Regions from separate parts of the Mus musculus genome. Here region 1 is linked to region 2. The links are chromatin contacts, called in public HiChIP or PLAC-seq maps. All regions are on one chromosome and are shown on one strand. The core of a region is the stretch at or near the end of the contact, and the rest is flanking DNA. Distances in the headings are between cores, read along the strand shown. Region 1 overlaps Dennd1b (DENN/MADD domain containing 1B). Region 2 has its middle 53 kb from the start of Atp6v1g3.

Region 1 (3,153 bases), core at 228-2,727, 670 kb after region 2:
TTCTTTAGTTTGTTTTAGTCCAGTGGCTCTTTGTTTCTTCATTCTTCTGATCTTTCTTCTTTATGCCAGTAAAGGTATTTTTACTATTCTATAATATTTAGCTTAATTTTATATTCCTTATAATGAGTTGGCTACTTTTAAAAAATTATTTTACTATTATTATTTAAAAAAAATATATTTTTTTGAGACAGGGTTTCTCTGTATAGCTCTGGCTGTCCTGGAACTCACTTTGTAGACCAGGCTGTCCTCAGACTCAGAAATCCGCCTGCCTCTGCCTCCAGAGTGCTGAGCCTGGCTTTTTTTTTTTAAAGACTTAATTCATTTATTTTTCTTGAATAAAAACCCTTATGTGGTAGCCACAGCTGGAGCCTGGGTCCTCTGAACAGAGACTCTGGTGTGGGTTTTCACAAGATGATCAGTGAATTCCTGATAAGGAGACTTGGTGAACAGTCTTTTTCCAGAGGTCGGGGGTCGGGTAGGTAGGTCTTGGAGATGTCATCAAAGGTGGTTTTAGCAAAGTTGCCTTCTGACTGATGTGCAGCAGTCAGTCATCTATACCGGCCATCATCAGGAGCTTCTTGAGCACAGGAGCAGAGACAATGCCAGTGCCTCTGGGGGCAGGGATGAGACGCACCAGCACAGAGCCACAGCGGCCTGTCATGTTGCATGGAACAGTGTGGGGCTTGCCAGTCTTGTTCTCCCAGTAGCCTCTCTGCACAGGGATGATGAAAAGCTTGACCAAGGTGATGGCTCCTCCGATGGCAGTGGCAACCTCCTTGGAGCACTTAACACCAAGACCAACGTGACCATTGTAGCCCCCAATAGCGATGAATGTCTTGAACCTGGTCCGCTGGCCAGCCCGAGTCTGCTTCTGCACTGGCATGATTTTCAGAAGCTCATCCTTTAGGGATGCTACATTGAGAGACCTTGTCTCAAACATCCAAAAACAAGCAAGCAAGCAAGCAAGCAATCACATTCCCCCACTTGTTAAAGGGCTGTGGAGATGGCTGGGGCTCCAGAACGCATCGTTCTTCCAGAGGACCTGAGTGTGCTTCCGAACCGCCCAGTTTTAGCTTCAGTGATAACTCTAGTTCACGTACCCCTTTGCCATCTCCACTGGGACTACGCGTGCTTGTGGTGCACATAATGTTAGTTACATGCACACAAAACACCCATACACATAAAAAAAAAGCACCTTGTTGAAGATTATTCATTAATACATCTCTATATGGGATTTATTTTCATACTGCTTTAATGTTTTAACTTTAGAATCTACTTGAAATCACTTCTTTGCGTCTGCTTTCATGACCATTGTCCCATTGATAAGTATATAGAAGGTGGCATCATAGTCACTCTGTGACTCATTTGGCTCCTATCTCCTTGGTTGAGTTGAAGTGCGGGTTATATGGAGTATGAGCCTGAACTATGCTGGCTGTTGTAGCCCAGGGCTTGGCAGATACTAGTGCTTTGGTGAGAGGACTTGGCAGCAATGCTATTTTGTATCAGCCAGTGGTGTTTGATCTTGACTGAAAGACTCTAGCTCTACCCACACATGGGATAATGATTTACTTCCTTTATCCTCTTTCCTTTGTAACTTTGAGAAATCTCAGGAAACAGAGACTTTTTGTTAGGGAGAGAATAGTCTTTATGTGTAAAGCTTTGGCTTCTTTTGTTGTCGGAGCACAGAGGCTCTTTATCTTTCTGTCCACTGGGTTTATTATGCATTAACCTAGACATGAGCTTGGCTTTCCTGCAGCATTACAGGGAAGGGCTTTTGGACATCATAAAGGCGAGTGACAATGACCAATGCTCATCTGTTTAGGAGATGCTTTACAGTGTTAGTCTGCAGTCTGCCCTGTATCCATTGCTGCTGTGGACAGGGCCTGTGAGAGAGCTCATTTCAAGTTCTTCCTGGGCATGAGAACTAGTTGCATGACTTCGCAGATAGTATTTTTTTCTGCCAAAGCTCCTTTCTAAAACAAAATGTACTGCCTGTTTAATGCCCCTTTAGTATAAGCACTTTTAAGTATACTGTGCTTTCAACTACATCTGAAATGATCACAGCTAGGATTTCATCTTTTAGTTATTGCATCTTTCTTCTTGTTCCTTCAGTTGCAGCCATACTGGTTTACTTGTTCAGCCTGAAACATGGCAGACAGTCCACTTGAAGCATCTTACCTTCTGCCCTTGGTAGTCATCATCTTGTTTGCCTGGCTTATTCCTTTACAGTCTCCAAAGATCCTCATTCTCAGTGAGAGCGAATTTGACCAATTTACCAAGGTTTCACACTCCCTTCTTAGGGACTCTTGATTAGGTCAGGATCCGGCACAAGTAGAGGGCAGTGACTATTGTGATGACATTAGATTAGGCCTGATGGTACACTGCATCTCTCACATAGATACATGGCATTGCCAACATTACCTTAGCACACTGCTAATCTGTGCCATTTAATAGGAGAAACTTGAGCATCCGAGGCTATCTGTGGGGCAGACTGGAACTAATGCCACATAGTGAGGAATTACTATATTAAGAAATTTTATTTATGCATCAGTTTCAAAGAGACAAAGAATGGAGGGCTGGGTGTGGGCTCTGCATTCATTAAATGAGGAAGCTGTTTTCAGAATGAGTAACGCAGCAAAAATATGGTAGTCACAAAAGGAAGGGCACAAAACCCGCAGGGCCTTGGATATAATTCAGCGATCACATCTATAAAGATCACATCAATAAAATGTTTGTTTCTTAAGGGTAATTTCTATGGCATTTATAGTATTTATCACTTCATAATAAAATATAGTGATTGGGCAAACCATTTTGTGTCTTTGAGTCTCAAAATGAGTAGATTGGATTAGATATTTGATGTACAATTTGATTAAGTTCAGGAAACATTTTAATCTGTGGTTTATGAATTCTAGAGAGTTGGTAGATGACCTTACTTTCATTTTCTAATATATTTTATTAGCAAAAGTCTAATATCTATTGCAAAGTGAATGTGACATAGTTCATGTTAAAGTGAATGTAAACTGCTGGGCAGTGCTTCCAGTCCTGCTTCTAACAGGAAGTGTGCCTAATTACGTGAAAACTAACTTAATGACTTTTATTATTATTTTTTAAAGTAGGTTTGATAGTGAAGACTGAGACAAATCTCAGCTTGGA
Region 2 (3,073 bases), core at 293-2,792:
TATTGACACATTTCCCCGGTGCCCTGCTGTGCTAGGAAAGCCTTCTGCAATCAGTTCATTAGAATTTGTTCTCAATTCATTACCGTTCTACAATACAGGCACACATGAAATTAAGCTAAGCATAGTTAGAGCTGAACCAATGTTAATTGCAATCTCCTTTCAAATTATCAACTTTTTAGTATTTCTATTATGCAATCAAGCAAATACATTTTTATTAAAAACAATAAGGGGAAAATTGACCGTTTTTGATGGAAAAAATTTAAAAACTACTATATGACTAAGGAAGAACCAGGCAAAGCCAGGACACATCCAGGCTGAAGTGACTTGATGCCCATGCAGATACTGGTTGGCACCAATTGTACTTGTGGCAGATTTGCCACCTCTGATGGGGGCTGGGGCAATGGGTGCCATCATCTCTTGCTGTTTCCACCTATTTTATTTCATTGAGGTTTTTGTTTTTTGGTTTGTTTTTTTTGTTTGTTTGTTTGTTTGTTTGTTTTTTCTCTACTGCTGTGATACTAGTTCATTTATTCCACAAAGCAAGGGCTGTCCAGCACACGCTGCCAGGGGCTGCGCAATCTCCAGCTGTGGCAAGGTGAGTGACTTTTCTAGAAGCCAGAGCAGCACAAAAACAATCATGTGTTAAAATGCCCAGTGACTCTGATGCTGCTGCTGCTGGTGATGATGACGATGGCGGCGGTGGTAAGGATGATGATTCTGTTAATGTCCAGAGAAATTGCAAAGAGCCTGATACTTTCTGAAAAGCAGGAGGGGGAGGGGGGTACAAATTGACATAGCTTATGCCTCTGTTCCATAACATACACAAATGCCTGCCTGCTTGCTTGCTCAGAGCCTCCCCATCAAACTCCAGCGCTCTGTGTGCAGCTGTCTGTGCACACAATTCATTTGGCAGTGGCTGTCCTCTTCTGGCTCGGCCTCCCTACGCCTGACACTTACTGCAAAGGGAAGTTTTGTCACTAGTGGACTAAAGACTTCAGGAATGAGGGCTGCCAGGGTGAGGTTTGTGCCAGCAAAGTCAAGAGGCCACAGCACACAAAACCTGGGTGACAGAAAGTGACACCGGGTCAAAGGAGCATTCTTCTAACTGTGGTGGCAAATGTTTTCTGCCTTCTGGCTGCCAGCCCCTTTCAAAGCTAATTCCCAAAGGATTGTTTCCCTTTGTTTAGCTTCCCTGTGCAGTAAATTAATTCACGATTTGTTGTTATTAAAAAACCAAAACAGAGGGGGGAAAAAGTAACTTTCTCCAGTACTTAAAATAATGCCCACAGGAACCCACCCAATAAAATGGCCTGGAACAAAACACTCAGTTCAAAGCCAGAAACAATGGCAAAGCTGCAAGCTCTGCCCACAGCTACCTATATTGTGAGAGTGTGGGGAAATATGCAAACTGGCAAACAGGGTGTATGGTACTCCCTCTCTCTTGCTCTTTGTAGAACTCTTTGCCAAGGGCAAGGAACACTGCAGCAGCCAGCAGCAGCCAGGCAGGGCTGTCAGCGTGAGCCTCATCATTTCTGTCACCAAGCTTGAGCCACGAGGCACTGTGATTGCTTACCAATAAGGCCTGAAGAGCTCAAAGTGCAGGTAGATTAAGTCATAAATAGTTCAGTTTTAAGCCAGCTTTCCCATCCACGGAAATGTGAGTCTGGGGTAGGGAGGGGGAAGGAACAGATTTCATCAGAGGGTAGTCATGCTCAGAACATTTATAATGAGAAAGCTGCTTGTGACTAGATGAATGGTCCACAGGGCATAAACCAAAAATGTTACCTATCTTTCATCATATTACAACGTGTGCTAATTACTTGTTGCAAGTTATTTATAAAATACAAATTTGTACAGCTAACAATGTTTAAAAAACAATTAGCAAAGTGAACCAGCATGGATAAGAAAAAAATTTAAAAACTGGATCGTATAGGATTTGTTGTAACCAAAAACAAAGTCACTCCTATAATAAATCACCTGTCTGAATTTTTATCAACTCGACGGCAATTTTTATTCACAGTTTACTTACTAACAGTCTGTTTAGAGTTGCTTCATTAAAGCTAGGTTGTTGCCAAAAGTGGCAAACAGTTTTGCATTCTGTAGGGAACTGGGACTGTATGGGTTAAAAGGCTTGATTTAAACTTTGCATAAAGCATGTGTCTGTGGCAGACACCCTGAGTCACCTTGGGGTGTTTCTTCCTTTCGCCCCGTTTGCCCATTTCCCATCCTGTCTATTTTTCTTCCTGTCTCTTATCCAAGCCTGCAAAACTCCACCAGGAGGGAACGAGTGAGTGCAGTGCTGTGGAAGTTCTGAGACAGAATCAGCTCTGCCACTCACTGTAAAGCGGGACGCCAGAGCCATCTCAGTGTGGCCGGAAGTGGATTAACAGTGCCTTCAACTCCTCGGTGTATGAAGAAACAGAAAATATTGCCATATCCAGTTCTAAAATTACAACTATTCCACAGGCTGTGCCTTCATCAAAAACGCTTCTGTGTGTATTTTCCTCAACAACTGCAAATCCGTTTCTAGATATACGAGTCCAGTTTTTATGCAAGGATTGAGGGCAACCACGGTTGAAACAGTCAGACTTGAGGCTTGCTTGCTTGCGGAAATAAAGTATCTTTGCTATCTGTGAGTTGTGTTTTGCTGCTCAGTGAACAGTTTGGGCTTTGTATCTTCCTTCCCTAATACCCAAATACTGTTTCAGAAACACAAAGTAAGATGGCGCCCCTGCTCAGGTCTTATTTTCGCTTCCTCTAGTTTCTGCTGGGAAGAAGTTTGCTTCGTCTTAAGTTGCCACGTTGTCATTCGCCGTCCACAGTAGTTGGCTTTATCTGAGATACATTTGTCCTTATACTGGGAAAAAGCATCACTGTTTCTGATTGTGATTTGAGCTATGTTTCCAAGCTAAACTGTAATCAACAATTTCACTCAGTAGTGTGGTGTCCTATCAAAACATAAATATCAAATTAACTGTGAGTAGTAGCTCCAAACCAAACCGGATCAGCCAAGTGAACCTTTCAAACAACTCAGATAAGATTGGTTTTTGCAGCCGGATGGAGTATTAAAATT

The links. HiChIP or PLAC-seq counts read pairs in DNA pulled down with a chosen protein or histone mark.
Region 1: a contact with region 2 is called in an H3K27ac HiChIP or PLAC-seq map of stem cell-derived neural progenitor cells, with 5 times the contacts expected there. The contact joins two enhancer-like sites. A contact is called at or near these places in 1 of 39 promoter capture datasets (the SN4741 cell line), 1 of 484 Hi-C or Micro-C datasets (adipose-derived mesenchymal stem cells) and 1 of 115 datasets of contacts at active chromatin or transcription factors (stem cell-derived neural progenitor cells).

What each region holds. Positions count from the first base shown.
Region 1 is chr1:138,991,109-138,994,261 of GRCm38.p6, forward strand. All of the region lies in intron 2 of Dennd1b (DENN/MADD domain containing 1B), which reads left to right. It also overlaps the pseudogene Gm16305. Among named protein-coding and RNA genes, the nearest start is that of 4930596I21Rik, 15 kb to the left of the region's middle. Within about 2 kb of position 1,478, at least 50 of the 459 cell types and tissues checked have an H3K27ac peak or open chromatin away from gene starts, as enhancers often do. A contact at or near this core is called in stem cell-derived neural progenitor cells, where this site is marked.
Region 2 is chr1:138,325,324-138,328,396 of GRCm38.p6, forward strand. No RefSeq gene overlaps it. Among named protein-coding and RNA genes, the nearest start is that of Atp6v1g3, 53 kb to the left of the region's middle. Within about 2 kb of position 1,543, at least 42 of the 459 cell types and tissues checked have an H3K27ac peak or open chromatin away from gene starts, as enhancers often do. A contact at or near this core is called in stem cell-derived neural progenitor cells, where this site is marked.